Regions from separate parts of the Sus scrofa genome. Here regions 1, 3, 4 and 5 are each linked to region 2. The links are chromatin contacts, called in public Hi-C and HiChIP or PLAC-seq maps. All regions are on one chromosome and are shown on one strand. Each heading gives the region's core, a stretch centred on a gene start, on an enhancer-like site or on the middle of the called end of the contact. The rest is flanking DNA. Distances are from core to core; before and after follow the strand shown. Region 1 overlaps NSMCE2 (E3 SUMO-protein ligase NSE2). Region 2 has its middle 180 kb from the start of TRIB1. Region 3 overlaps NSMCE2 (E3 SUMO-protein ligase NSE2). Region 4 overlaps NSMCE2 (E3 SUMO-protein ligase NSE2). Region 5 overlaps NSMCE2 (E3 SUMO-protein ligase NSE2).

Region 1 (2,700 bases), core at 134-2,633, 420 kb before region 2:
TTAAGAGTCATTTCATTACTGGTATTCTGCCTCTCAAGCCATTTCACTGACAAAGGCGATATCCCTCTTGAAGTCAGACTCTTTATCATGTATTGAACAAACAGTGGTAATACTGTGCACTGCGTATTTCTGGTTCTGGGTTTATGTAATGGTTTTGAACTAAACCTGAAGTCCTGTCTTGTGGTCTTCAGGTTCCAGAAGGTGGGCACCAGCTTAGTTCAGTGAATCCTCAAATCTATTCTCAAATACATGTTTTTTTCAAATAAGAGATGATAAAAGAGTCCAACCACTGTTGTGGGGGTGGTCCTCGCAACTTTTATATAACCTTAATTCTCATAGTGAAAAAGCGTGAGCTCCCCAAAGCCAAATGACAGATAGCCTAACAGATCAGATTAGTTACAGATGTTATTATTAACGGTCAGTGGTAAGATATACACTTTCTTTGCTTCTCAATGAGCAGTCTTGTCTTAGAGTTTAGCAAAAGTAAAGCTTAAGATTCACATTATACTTTGGCATTTATTTCTCATTATACTTAATTGTCCAGTTTCACTATAGCAAACTTTAAATCTTAGAAGAATTGTCAGATTTTACCTGTATATTGTTCTTTTAGTATGTGCTGCTTCACCATGTTACCTTATTGGAAAATCCAGAGCATTTGTATTTTCTCCACTTCTACTATTTTCTTTTGTGCTGCAAGCATCTTACAGATTATCTAAGATTTGAAAGCATTTAAATCAGATTGCTGCCACATAGTTGTTTGTGGTTTTTGAAGTCAGTGTTTTATAACAACTCCTACAAAAAGCCTAGGGAGGGAGGATATTTTCCTTATTAACCTAATAGGAGCAATTAGTTGCTAGATAAGTTCACTTGTATCGTTTCTTATAAATCTCTTCACAGATACACCCTGGGAACTGTGGTTCTCACCTGATAAGCTAACCTGAACATTTAATCTGCCTTTTAAAACTAGTATGTTGAGAGTTAGAAGAGTGGAAATATGTCTCATGTAACTTGTTTGAAACTCACACAGTCTTAGATAGAATAAAAGAATGAAGTGGGTCAAAGGTATAGCTTACCTGGGCCTTGACGTTATGCACCTAGTTTAGAATGTTTTTGGCTCTCACTTCCCTGTGCTTCCTCACCCTTCACCCTTCATCAGCTGGTAAGCTTTGCCTTTAGTAAATCTTATTTTAAAGTTAGCTCACTATCTATTACTTTAAATCTCATGGGGTTAAGTTGGGAGTTACTGTCTTAGTTAGGCCGGGGTTGGGGAGTACGTCTCACTTAGAAAGCTAATAATCTCTAGTAGCTGCAGAAAGTTCCAGGGCAGAGGCTGTGATTTATTGGCTATGATCATCTGCTGACCAAATGTAAGAGTACATCGCACATTATGCGTCATCGGCAAAAGAGGAAGGAGGGGAAATTCGTTTGGGATCATTACACTGGAGGATAGAAGATTCCTGAGCATGAGAGAAATTAGTATTGTCAGTGGACTAGCAAGAAGGTGAGAGGTGACAGTGGAATTAGTGAAAAATCTCTTGGAAACAGGTGGGAAAAAACTGCAGAATCCCCTCTTTTCCACTCCCTGCTTCCAGCACTTGGCCCTCCAGCCTGAGGTGTGGTCGCTTAATACCTTTCTTGTCAGAGTTAACAAATGCTCCATATATAAGCCTTCTCATCTATAGGAATACTGCCCAGATGTGGAAATTAGCCAGGGAAAAAAAGCTGACATAGGTATTCGTTCTTCAGCTTCTTGGCCACAGAATGTGTCTCTTTCTGTGATTACTGGTAACAAATTCCTACTCCATTGCTTTAGAACTCCCTCTGCAGTTATTCCCAACTTAAGGTTGTGTTTGGTAGTATTTTTTCTAATACACAGAGTGTTAGTTCTGGATATAATATTTCGCTAATTAAGTTACCTCTATAGGGAAGCATCAGATCTGAATCTCTTAGGTTACCCACTAAGGTAGCTGTAGAACATTCTGGTCTGTGCTATATTAAGGCTGAGTATCATGGGTAGTTTATAGAAATCCGTCTTGCTATTTTGCAGGTATTAAGTGTTGGATTTTATTCAGAATTCTAAAACGTTTACACTCTACTGGGCCTTAATGTGCCTCTCATGCAGCATTTTCACAAGTTTGCTCCATAATACTAATTCATCAGGATGTGAGTAAGTATAATAGGAAAAAAAAAAGGATTTTGTGGTCAAATAAGTTTGGGGAATGCTTGATTAAAAGAATTTCCTTAAAGACTCCAAAGCCTTTAATATGCTTTTATGCCTTGTGATTCTCCAAAGGAGGGATACTTAGTAATTTCCTAAACTTATTTACAAACCTCTTTGAGGACAGGACTGGTAACTCTACACAACCCACTGGGGAAAAGGCTTCTGTAGTCTGAGTTCCTACACCTTCCAGAAGAGGCCAAGAGATGGATCCAGCAGATCTGGCAGTTAGTGGTAGAGATGCTGCGGCATCCAGGGGACAGGATGTTCCTATGCAGAAGATCAGGAAGGGCCAGACCTCTGAAAAGACCATGCATTATTTCAGCAGTGAAAAAGAGGAAGCCAAAGTTTTTAAACACATGCAGTAATTGCTTGGCTCTCAGAGTCTCTGTTTGAAACAAATAAGACCCCTGTGTGGAGTATTGACTCAGGAAGGTGGAGAGAAGGCAGTGCTTTCTCTTTTTTTTAGGGCCACACCTGGG
Region 2 (2,700 bases), core at 139-2,638:
GACCTCCGAGTCTTGTGTCCTCCCTCTGCGGGCCTCCTTCTGCGGGCCTCCCTCCCACCTACCGACAGTGTGGACTTGCTTCTTCCTTGTACCCCCAGCGCTGCACATCCAGCGTAGCCTCCAGTCTGATTTCAGACCCCACCTGCGTCACTTGCAGAGAGGCGGTGTGTTTCCTCAAGTAGAACTAGAGACAGTGACCGCGTCTCTGTGAGGAGGATTGAACACAGAGCCAGTTTTACCCAGCGCTTCCCATTCACAAATCCCACCGGGATTTAGTGTTATCACCATCGTCATCATTAGGACAGGACTAATTCCCTCTGTTGCAGTCACTTCCATCCTAAGCCTTGCTCTTACTAGACTCTGCCCTACTGGAGTGCAGCGGCCACTGCGCTGGGTTAAAAAACAAAATTCAGGGAGTTCCCGTCATGGCTCAGTGGGTTAAGAACCTGACTAGTATCCATGAGGATTTGGGTTCCATCCTTGGCCTTGCTCAGTGGGTTAAGGATCCGGCATTGCCGTGAGCTGCTTGAGTAGGTCACAGATGTGGCTCAGATCCCATGTTGCTGTGGCTGCGGTGTAGGCCTGCAGCTGCGGCTCCAATTTGACCCCTAGCCCAGGAACTTCCATGTGCTGCAGGTGCGACACTAAAAAGAAAGAAAAAAAAGGAACGAAAAAATGGAGTTTCTGCTGTGGTGCAGTAGGTCCTACTGCAGCAGCTTGGGTCACTGCAGAGCGGCTAGTTTGATCCCTGGGCCGGGAACTTCCATATGCCATGGGTGCAGCCATAAAAAACTAAAAACAAAACCCCCCAAACTTCAACTGAGTAAATGTGAAGATCTAATTGGCTTTATTCAACAATTCATGATCCGTCCGGAAAACTCTCCCCATCCTACAAGGTTCGATTCATGCTGACTCTCCTAGGAAGCTCATCTCATTACTCTGTTACTGCACATTGCTCCTTACTTCTCAAGCACTAGCCATAGTCCTTACGAATGAAAGAGGAATGGATATTTTTTGAATACCTACTATGTGCCAGGCACTGGACTCTTCTATTTGATAACCACTGTTTAATGTTCCCAGGGCTCCAGGGGTGTCCGTATTATTTGCCTCATTTTGAAGACTAGGCTCCAAGAAGGCAAATGCCTTTGCCCAAGGTCACTGGCCAGGAAGTGGTGGAACTGGACTTAGAATCCAGGGCCTGAAGTTTTCATGGCACCGGGGAGAGGCCAACTAGGGAAGAAAGGAAATGGAATGATTCGTTTACTGCCCCAGGCATTTTCAGCAACAAGTCAGTCATTTCCCTAATTCCCAGTCTGTTGTTGGTGCAGAGACTTGGCAGTTGGAACCAAGCTGAAAAAAAAAAACAATTCTCTTTTTAACTCAGTAGCACCACCTGCAGGATCTGAGGGAACACTGCAAAAATGATCAGGGGCTACAGGGCTCCTCTCTGGGGGAAGGGTTCCAGGAGAAGGGACCTGAGACACCATCTGATACCCTTCAATCTTAAGAAGGAGCAATTTGAGATCCAGACAGGTACTGACTCAAAGTCACAATGTTAGTGATGTCAGATCTGAAGCTGTATCTCTTCTGACTCCTGGTTTAGTACCTTCCCCCACCTTCATTCTCATTCTCTCTGTCTCTTGCTCATTCTCTGTCATTCAATAAACATTAACTGAGCACTCAATACGTCTTCAGCATATTCCTTCTTGGGGGATATGAGTACTGATAACTAAAATGTGCCATTTAGGATTAATGTTTAGTTTTTGATTAATTGCCATAACAACATAACTTTGTCATTACAACCAAGACATTACTGTGTATCAGGCAGTGGGCTAAGGTGTGATCTCAGTGGGCCCTCCCAGATGAGGAAACCTAGGCTTAGAGAGGTTTGGGAATATGGTTCAGCAGTTGTGGAGCAGGGATTCAAACTCAGATCCTTCTGACTTCGGACCCAGAGATCTTAATCACTATGTTATATCTACCCTTTAAAATATCTAAGGTTATTTCACACGGGCCGGCCGGTTAGTTCAGTTGGTTACAGCATGGTGCTAATAAAGTATCTAAGGTTATTTCAAGAACAATCCACACTCTAATTAGGATGCTGCTCCTATTTAAAGTAATTGCTTACTTCCTGTCTAAGTGGGGTGCTGACTCTCCTTTCACATTCATTGCTTCTGAAATCCCTAGGAGTTTCTAGTGAGATTCTACTCCATACTAGGCACTGTGCTGGGTGCCAGGGACGCAGAAGTCACAGGAACTCACCTAGGAGCTTGTGGCCTCCTTGTAAGTGTCAGCCTTAAATCATGGCCATCCGCAAGATGTTCTGGCAGAAGTGGGACCCAACTCAGGGGGCGCCATTCACACTACAGCTGGTGGAAATTATCCCCCCTCCAAGTGGGGGCATGGCGGGCATGGTGCTGCCCGTGTGAATGACCCGGTGGGATGTGCCAGTTGGAACAAGGGACAGGAGCATGGGTGGGGGATGGGGAAGAGTCACTTCCGACTCTGCAGGGTAGGGAAGCTTCATGAAGAGTTCTGGAGCATGACTGCTGCCAGAGCTGTACAGACTTTGATTTCCTCTTCTCTTCAGCTGGGAGGTAGGGTTAAGTTTTGAGGAACTACAGCTCTGTGTTTCGACCTGCAGAACAGAAAGTGTATTTCGGTTTCTTTTTCTGCATTCACTCCCAAATTGCATTTTGG
Region 3 (2,700 bases), core at 194-2,693, 320 kb before region 2:
GTCCCACTGCCCCCCAGGAGGTTGGGGGATGTTGCTGGAAATAGTCATATAACTAAGTCTTCCAGTATATCCAGGGAAGGAATTTCCAATTTCCAGTGACATCCAGTGAAGTGACATCATTTCAGCTAACTGACCAGCCAGGCCTTGTATCAGGGAGTCTTCTGTGGCAGTTCACTGGAGCTTTAACACTACACATAGCAGCAAGAAAATAATTATAGAAATGGTTTTTTTGTTTTTTTTGTTTTTTGGGTTTTTTTGTGTACATATAAAGCTGTGTGGTATAGTGGAAAGAAAACTGGCTTTGGAGCTCAGTAGACCTGGGTTGAAATCTCTCCCAAGAGGAAGCTGGATGACACCACACCAGGTTCTTTCCAGCAGCAGTGTAGGAAGGATTAGATAATGATGTATGTCAGCTGCCTGGCATGGAACCCCACAATTAGGGCTTCATAAATGGTTGCTGTTATTTTTAAGCTCATTCAGAGACAAGATGTAATGCTCTAAGGGCCTTTTGATTTTTCCGTTGAATGACTGGACCAGGTAAATTCAACTTTTGAGGAATTACAGCCTCTTACAAGAAGCCAGTGAAACATTTTGATATTGGAGTCAACTAGACACACTATCAGCCCTTGTTCACTGACAAATATGGGCAGGTAATTTCAAGAGGTCAGTCATCAGTGTGTGCCTTCCAAAACATTATAGTCATGTTACAGTAAACTTTTTATATTTGTTGCGTCACAAAGATTTATTGAAGTGATAAAAGTTATTATGGAAAACAGTGTGCGGTAACTATGGTAACAGTTATTTGATCTCACAGTAATTAGCTAAGCATTTAGTTGCACAAGACTTTCACAATGCCTTCCTGGTTAGTTCATTAAACAAAATTAGCTTTTGTTTGAACTGCCTTTCTGTAGCGTCCTAAATTTGGTTTTAGTTCAAAAGAATTGAAAAGTGGGTTTTAAAACTACCTTTCCAGCCTACAGTTTGTGAACATATTTGAAGTTGCAACTGGTTGTTATCTAATTCTTCCTACCGCAGTATGATTGTGATTCATCACTGTCCTCTGAAGTGTGCCTTTCAGGTCACTGGAGTGGGCTAGGAAGTGGGCAGAAAAGTTGGAGGCTCGTTTCTTAATTCTAGCCCTGTTTCTGGCTCCATTGGTGGATTGGAGTCAGCTGGTGCCCTTCCATGACGTAGTTTCTATACCTGTGGAATTGGGTTGCTGTATTATGTGTGAGAATTTGAGATCTCTTGAATGTGGTCATTTCTTGAGAACCTGCTGGTGCTCTGATGGCACCTGGAGCTGGTAGGTGCCCAGTTTTCTCAAGCCCTCCCCCACACCTCACCCCCCCAACCGCCCCAGGTGCCTCTTCTGCCCTGTTCAGCATAACTCATGCTGCATTCAAGTTCCTCTCCTTTTGCAAGATGGATGGGACTGCCGGTGATTCACCGACGTGGTGATGTCACTCTCCAGGGACTTGCAGAGCTCTTGAGAAGGGGCCTCTGCACCTGGGTTCAAGGAAGGTTTCCCGACCCCATGACTCCTCCCTGTTCGCCCCCAGCATCCAGGTGAAGCCTAACCCCTACGGTTTGATAGGTGGAGGAACCTGAGCGCAGTGGAAAACTTCAAGCATTCAAGATTTCACAACAGACAAATAATGAAAATGAAACCAAAAAATGTTTTAACTCATTTACTAAAACTGAGGCGGTTCCAAGATCAAGTAGCACAACAGGGTTTTTAAACATTCAGTGAAAGTTCCTAGTACTGATTTCATTTTAATTCCTGTCAATGTAGTGATTTTATTTTTAGTTCACCTACTTTTTTAAAGACACGACTAGGTTTTAAAAACTAGTTGCTAGTGTTCCCATTGTGGCTCAGTGGTCATGAACCCAACTAGGATCCATGAGGACGAGGGTTTGATCCCTGGCCTCGATCAGTGAGTTAAGGATCCCACGTTGCCGTGAGCTGTGGTGTAGGTCCCAGGTGCCGCTCAGATCTGGCATTGCTGTGGCCGTGGCGTAGGCTGGCAGCTGTAGCTCAGATTCGACCCATAGTCTGGGAACTTCCATATGCCACAGGTGTGGCCCTAAAAAGACACACAAAAAAGAATAAAATAAAAACTAGTTGCTTTCTGAATTGTGAGGCAAGTTCCTCTCCCAATTGACTGGATATCAGCTACCAGTTTTCCACTGGGCAAATGTTTTGGGGGCCAGAACATTGCCAGTTCTGGTCATGTTTATTTGCATGACTAGACTGATTTCTATAGGATAAATGAATCTTCAGTTTCACTAACTAGGGTTAGACTTCTAATGATAGGAATCTATTTGTGCTTGATTGGTCTTGACATTTTTCTGGCCAATCCGAAGAGAATGAAGATAATAATAGAATAAGTTATCCCAGGTGGCTTCAGCACCTGATCCATTTCTTTTTCCCCCTTTTCCCTATTTTTGCTTTTATCCTGTATGATTTTGATGGCTAAGCTGGAAAGGACTCTTCACTCCTCTCTTCGTTTTCACATATGCTTCAGAGAATAGTGTCTTTCATACCATTTAGGAAAAATGTGACGTCCTTTGATTCAACTCTCGTTGCAGTTGCCATGAAACTTTCCCCAGTTTCTCTCCTACCCTGTCCCCTGTTCCCTGACTCTCCTGTGTCATTTGTACCTAATTCTTAGGCATATTTAACATTGTATATTATAACTT
Region 4 (2,700 bases), core at 27-2,526, 290 kb before region 2:
GGTTGAAAACCATTACTGTGGTCACAGAGGTCAGACACCAGAGGCTGTGAACTGGATCCAGCCCACAGATGTGTGTGTTTGGCCCACATAGTTGTATGTACATCAGTTAGTTGCAACACACACAAATTGGGAGATTTCACATAGCAAGCCACATTTCCAATTTTTTTATTTTAAATATACCGAACCTGACAACGCTGGGTCTGCCTGAGTGAGAGGCGAGCAGCTTGTCGGCGTCTCCACTTGCCTAGTCTCCCCCCAACCCCCCGGCCCCAATGCTTTGCTCCTGCTCAATTCTAGCCCCAGAGACGTTGAAGTTTATACATTTCTTAGAGCCAGTGCCATTTTCGTTACATTATAATCCCACGTGAAAAGGGAAAATTCTTCTCCTTGCACACCATGACCCCAAAGTATCAAGATGCTAAATACTGACTCTCCGGCCTTTGCGCTCTGATTTAAGACCAAGAATCCCAAGTAGAACATCCTTTGTGTCATTTATTGAAAAATCACACAGTTGAAAATTATCCTCGCCTGATGTTTTCCCTGAGTCAGAGAGCAGTCTTTTGGCCTCTGACCTTTTTCATGGTAGCAGTTTATGCTGTTCTGGTTACTACCAGTAATACAGGCTAAACAACAACCCAAAGTTGAACCCTCTGGCTTTGTCCTTAGTCATCTACTTTTGGCTGCTGAGAGAGTTGAGGTTATAGGCTGGCTCTGGGGAAGGGAGCGTGGAGATCTAGAGGGGAAATAAAATACACATTTCACTTCCACTGAGTCCTGGGGCCACATAGCACAAAGGTAATGTGTGCAGAAGCATTTGCAAATTGCTTTTATTAGGAAGCCATTTGCCCATCTCTCTTTCTCAGCTGCGAGGCCAGACCCCTCCTGCAAGGTTCTCCAGGCCCCCCATTCAGTTGCTGAAATCTGCCCCAGCTCGAATTCTTCCTTTGTAGTAGTTCTTTATTCTGCAGATGGAAGAGGCTAGTTCTCCTACCACCTGCCAGGCACCTGAGGGCAAGTAAGGCTTGGTCACATGAGGCCCGCACGCAGCAGTCCATGAAAAAGTTGTATCATGGAAGTAGCATAGTTGGGACTGTGCGGAGGTTTAATAAGTTTGCAAAAATGCACTGGACACCGGGGGCTTTGGATAAAAAGTCATATGTGAATATTAGTCATTCATTCCATTGTCATCGGCGTTTCAGTTTACCATAGAGCTGTTTTATGAGTCTGTTCAAATTCCCATGACTCCTATTTCACATGAGGTCGTGGACTCCTCAGCTGAAAAGTTTTTAGTAGCTTCAGTAGGTCTGAAATTTCAGAGTATTGAGCAAGGCCTACACTGAGCTAGAACATGATCTAATAAGATTGGCCTCTCAAAACAAGAAGCACCAGTCCGATTGCAAGGTTTTTAAGAAGAAAATGTTAAGGCTCAGCTGTGAGAACCTCGGAAAGATAATAAAACAGGTTGCAAGCTGGTTTCTTTTTCGTTTCTACTCTGATAGGTGGGACGTCCCCCTGTTTAAGCAGAGACGACTGAAATGGAATGAGGTATGATTAAACAGAAACAATTGATGGTATCTTTCTATTGGGAAACTGTAATTGTGTAATCAGTAGGATGAAGCATCAGAAAATACTTGAAACGTTTTGCTAGAGCCCCAAAGGGTACTCAGAGAGACTCACTCCAAAATGTCCAAGTAGAGAAGATACATCATTGGTTAATGGCTCAGATTGGGAGTCAGAAGTGAGTTCCATTCCCAGCCCTCCGCTGTGAGATTTGAGGCAAGTTATTTAACCTTTTTGCTCCTCAGTGGTTTTTTTTAATCCCTAAAATGGGAATTGGAACATTATGGAGTTCTCATGGGGATTCAAAAGAGATAGTGCGTGGAGAATTCTTGGAGCAATACCTAGCATATGAGGAATACCCCGTAAATGATAGCAGTTGCTACTCAGTTAAATGGAAATTTGCAATCACTTTTTGTTTTGGATGTTCAGTATGGTTTTTGAAATAAAGGCTTATATCATAGTTTATTTCTAAGTTTTCCATAATTCTGTTCAAATCTCCCGTCTCTCTCAGCCCCTTTCCTTAGTCTTCTGTATACCTACCAGGGTCTCCTTCATCCTCTGGTAATATTTCACACTCAGCCAATCCCACTGTAATGAGTAAATGCTTAAGACCCAGTCTGAGTGGAGGTTTAGACTGACTCTGGGACTGAGTCACTGAGATGCGTTTGAGCCTTGTGGAGCTCTTGTTTGTTTCGCGTTCATTTACTGAAGATTATAATTTTTGCACCATGCCTACTGTTGAATTACAATGTAACAAATGACAAATATGCTTATGAAATGCCTTGTGTTTGTAATCACTTACAATAAAGCATTAATCAAGAATATAGTTTATGGATGAATTTATATAGACCACAAGGGGGAAAACCCATTGCTCAGGGTGATCGAATCTTCACTGTGTTACATAATTACTACAACTGAAACCTAATTGATTTTACCAAATTAATGGGAGGGATCAGAGCCACTACCTTGTAACTTGGGGGAGGATTTTTGTCCTGGGGACCCTACTGCAACGTTAGCCCTTGCGGAGGACTTGCAGCTGTGCGCCCACAGCTAGAGGCAGAGGCGGATAATTCCCTTCCTCTGCCAAATAATAGAAACCTTGAAGGAAAGCACTGGCCTCAATTCTGGATGAAATCAGAC
Region 5 (2,700 bases), core at 2-2,501, 270 kb before region 2:
TCAGTGGTAACAAACCTGACTAGTATTCATGAGGATGCAAGTTCGATCCCTGGCCTCGCCCAGTGGATTAAGGATCGGGAGTTGCCGTAAGCTGTGGTGTGGGTCATAGAAGTGGCTCAGATCCCATGTTGCTGTGGCTGTGGCGTAGGCTGGAAGCTACAGCTCCGATTTGATCCCCGTGGGAACTTCCATATGCTGCAGGTGCAGCCCTAAAAAGCAAAAAAAGCAAAAAAAAAAAAAAAAGAAAAAGAAAAGAAAAAAGCCCGTATTGATTTATTTATTGTAATGATCGTAATAAGGTATTTGTACCCACTTCCGGAGTTGCTGCTCTTCAGCTGTCCGCTGAGGTTGATGGGATGTCAGGCATTGCCTTCTCTCATGTTTTTACCTTTGCTTATCCTACCTTTTACTCAGGATTCTTCCTAGCATCTGTGCCCCCTGCATCAGATTTAAAAAGCTCCCTCTGAGCTCCCATGGCCCCCTAAGCTCCCATCCACCCTGGTACTCAGCCAGCCAGGATGGAGAGTCGTGTGTTCTCTGGTCCATTTCACCCCCTGGCCTTGGCATCCCCGGACCTAGGAAGCAGCAGTAGTCAGCAGACCTTGTACCAATGAAAGTTACAGGAATCATTCCTCAGGCTCCCAAATGAGGAAGAGCAAATAGATTTTCTTGACACTCTACTTCCAATTCCCAGAAAGCCTGGGCCTCCTGCACTGTAGTCTCTTCTTACAACCTGAAGCTTTACCCTCTTAGGGCTGCAAGTGATCCCGCAGCTGTGAGGCCACCACCAGACTGTCGTCCTGAAACCCGGTTACAGTTTGAGAGCTACTGCTCTCTACGACGTTTCCCAGCTACGATTAATTGAGTTTAATTTGCCATCTTTTTTTTTTTAAATTTGCCGTCTTCCCATGAGTTCTCAAAAATAAAGTAACTGAATGCATTCTGAAAACTAAGAGACACCAGTCCTATTTTTAGCACTGCTTCGTTTCCAGTTCGCCGGCGTCTGTAAATCTGTTGTCAACTGAAGCACGTTTGACTGTACTTCATTCTCCTCACTTTGCCCGTTTCCTTCTCCTTAGCTGTTGAATCATATTTTTGGAATGAAATAGTCATAGGCTTTTTTATCATTAGCTATTTTACCATTGAATTTAGACGAGAGAACAGGATGATAAAATTAGAGGCGAGAGGCCCTCTGTGTGTGTCATCAAGTAACCTCATCTCCTTCTGGTAACAAAAATAAAATTCCCTTTAAATAATTTCGAGCTCATTCTGAACCAGCTCTGTGACGAGGAATGGCCTTCAGACGGTGTGACGATTAGGAGAAACTCATCGCTCCCTCCCAATGGGCTCCGCCAAGGTTTTCCTGTTGATTACAATTTTCCTTTTCTTAGTTTTATTGCCTCGCTCCCAATTACGATTCCAATAATTCATGTGCTAATTACCTCCCTGCAGTTTCTCTTGCTCCTGGATGTTCACCGTTTATGGGTTTTTAACCCACCTCCTCCTCCATCGGCTCCTGACTCCCCTGCTCCCTTTCCCTTCCCTGGGCCGCTGGTTGAGGTTGTCGGAGTGACTCTTTCCCAGTCACCTCATCACATTTTGCTTTTCTCTCAAGAGAATTTTGAGCCAAGGAAGAGAATTGTACTGAGAGACATTGGAGGGCTATGGCGTAGCCTTGTCCTTTTGCCGTGTTGCCCAGGGGTGAAGGGGGGGTGGCTAATTATTTGGTGCCTCTCACTATTTCTTGCACAAGCCAGAGGAGAGCCACACTCGAGGCTGGAGGTTGTGACTCTGACAGCATTGTCCTCATTAGAAGCTCAGAAAGGTAGTTATTTGAGATCTCTTTCTTTTTCTATAGCGTTTGTGAAACAAGTCCTGAGAGCCCTTTTCCTTCTCTCTTTTTCTCCTTCCTCCTTTGTTTTGTCCCTTCTTACCATCTGCCTTTTCACTTCCGCTGGTGTGGCCTTCTGAGGCTTGTCAGTGTCCGCAGACTCAACACTGCAGCGCTAGGACCGAGACCCCCACCGGCTTTGAAGATGAACAGGAGCAGCCAGTCACCCTGTTTGCCGTCTCAGAAACTGCCTCCAGGTTTCCTCACAATGTTTTCTTATTGCCTGGATGTGTGTATCAGGTCCTTGTCTCTAAAGAGGGCAAAACATCTTATCTCGTCTTCACTGTATCCCCATGGAATCGTCGAGAAGGCAGTGATAGCCCACAGGACATTTAACCCCTATCCCCCAGTGTATAGGAGAGCCGCATGGCACCTAGGTCTAGACTTGACCTGCCCACCCCCGAAGTCCATGTCTTACAGGATTCTTCTCTGGGTCTTGAGCAGAACCGCTTTTCTGCAGAAAAGCTAGGGAGTGAACAGAACAAGGACCCCTTAAGATTGGATCCCATGTATCAGCCCTGAGCCCCTACTGTGCGCCCTGCACTGCAGGTGCAGAGATGAGCAAAGGTGGTCCCTGTCCCTGAGTTGCTTACAGATGAGTCAGGGAGACAGTGGCAGAAGCAGATGCTTACGGATGATTTAAGTTGGGGTGGGGGGAGCCCCTGAGTGGGAAGGTTCCCCAGAGGAGGGCGGTGGCCTTGGTGAAGTGCTCTCCTGGGCTGCTGCTCACTTCTCTGCGCTTCTGCGCTGCCCAACCCAGGCTCGCACCGCTTCAGCCACTGTCAGCCCCCTCTGCTTCCCTGTCGTGC

Evidence for each region. A called contact is a pair of places that touch in the nucleus more often than the background predicts. HiChIP or PLAC-seq counts read pairs in DNA pulled down with a chosen protein or histone mark.
Region 1: a contact with region 2 is called in an H3K27ac HiChIP or PLAC-seq map of skeletal muscle. The contact joins two enhancer-like sites. A contact is called at or near these places in 1 of 47 Hi-C or Micro-C datasets (embryonic fibroblasts) and 2 of 2 datasets of contacts at active chromatin or transcription factors (alveolar macrophages and skeletal muscle).
Region 3: an H3K27ac HiChIP or PLAC-seq map of alveolar macrophages shows a contact between it and region 2. The contact joins two enhancer-like sites. A contact is called at or near these places in 1 of 47 Hi-C or Micro-C datasets (embryonic fibroblasts) and 2 of 2 datasets of contacts at active chromatin or transcription factors (alveolar macrophages and skeletal muscle).
Region 4: an H3K27ac HiChIP or PLAC-seq map of alveolar macrophages shows a contact between it and region 2. The contact joins two enhancer-like sites. A contact is called at or near these places in 4 of 47 Hi-C or Micro-C datasets (alveolar macrophages, embryonic fibroblasts, fibroblasts and 1 more) and 1 of 2 datasets of contacts at active chromatin or transcription factors (alveolar macrophages).
Region 5: a contact with region 2 is called in a Hi-C map of skeletal muscle, with 2.9 times the contacts expected there. The contact joins two enhancer-like sites. A contact is called at or near these places in 8 of 47 Hi-C or Micro-C datasets (alveolar macrophages, embryonic fibroblasts, liver and 1 more) and 2 of 2 datasets of contacts at active chromatin or transcription factors (alveolar macrophages and skeletal muscle).

The regions. Positions count from the first base shown.
Region 1 is chr4:14,540,959-14,543,658 of Sscrofa11.1, reverse strand. All of the region lies in intron 3 of NSMCE2 (E3 SUMO-protein ligase NSE2), which reads left to right. Among named protein-coding and RNA genes, the nearest start is that of WASHC5, 56 kb to the left of the region's middle. Within about 2 kb of position 1,383, at least 12 of the 83 cell types and tissues checked have an H3K27ac peak or open chromatin away from gene starts, as enhancers often do. A contact at or near this core is called in alveolar macrophages and skeletal muscle, where this site is marked.
Region 2 is chr4:14,116,274-14,118,973 of Sscrofa11.1, reverse strand. No RefSeq gene overlaps it. Among named protein-coding and RNA genes, the nearest start is that of TRIB1, 180 kb to the left of the region's middle. Within about 2 kb of position 1,388, at least 27 of the 83 cell types and tissues checked have an H3K27ac peak or open chromatin away from gene starts, as enhancers often do. A contact at or near this core is called in alveolar macrophages and skeletal muscle, where this site is marked.
Region 3 is chr4:14,440,689-14,443,388 of Sscrofa11.1, reverse strand. All of the region lies in intron 4 of NSMCE2 (E3 SUMO-protein ligase NSE2), which reads left to right. Among named protein-coding and RNA genes, the nearest start is that of TRIB1, 140 kb to the right of the region's middle. Within about 2 kb of position 1,443, at least 37 of the 83 cell types and tissues checked have an H3K27ac peak or open chromatin away from gene starts, as enhancers often do. A contact at or near this core is called in alveolar macrophages and skeletal muscle, where this site is marked.
Region 4 is chr4:14,409,272-14,411,971 of Sscrofa11.1, reverse strand. All of the region lies in intron 4 of NSMCE2 (E3 SUMO-protein ligase NSE2), which reads left to right. Among named protein-coding and RNA genes, the nearest start is that of TRIB1, 110 kb to the right of the region's middle. Within about 2 kb of position 1,276, at least 19 of the 83 cell types and tissues checked have an H3K27ac peak or open chromatin away from gene starts, as enhancers often do. A contact at or near this core is called in alveolar macrophages, where this site is marked.
Region 5 is chr4:14,382,657-14,385,356 of Sscrofa11.1, reverse strand. The region is part of intron 4 of NSMCE2 (E3 SUMO-protein ligase NSE2); the gene reads left to right. Among named protein-coding and RNA genes, the nearest start is that of TRIB1, 86 kb to the right of the region's middle. Within about 2 kb of position 1,251, at least 11 of the 83 cell types and tissues checked have an H3K27ac peak or open chromatin away from gene starts, as enhancers often do. A contact at or near this core is called in skeletal muscle, where this site is marked.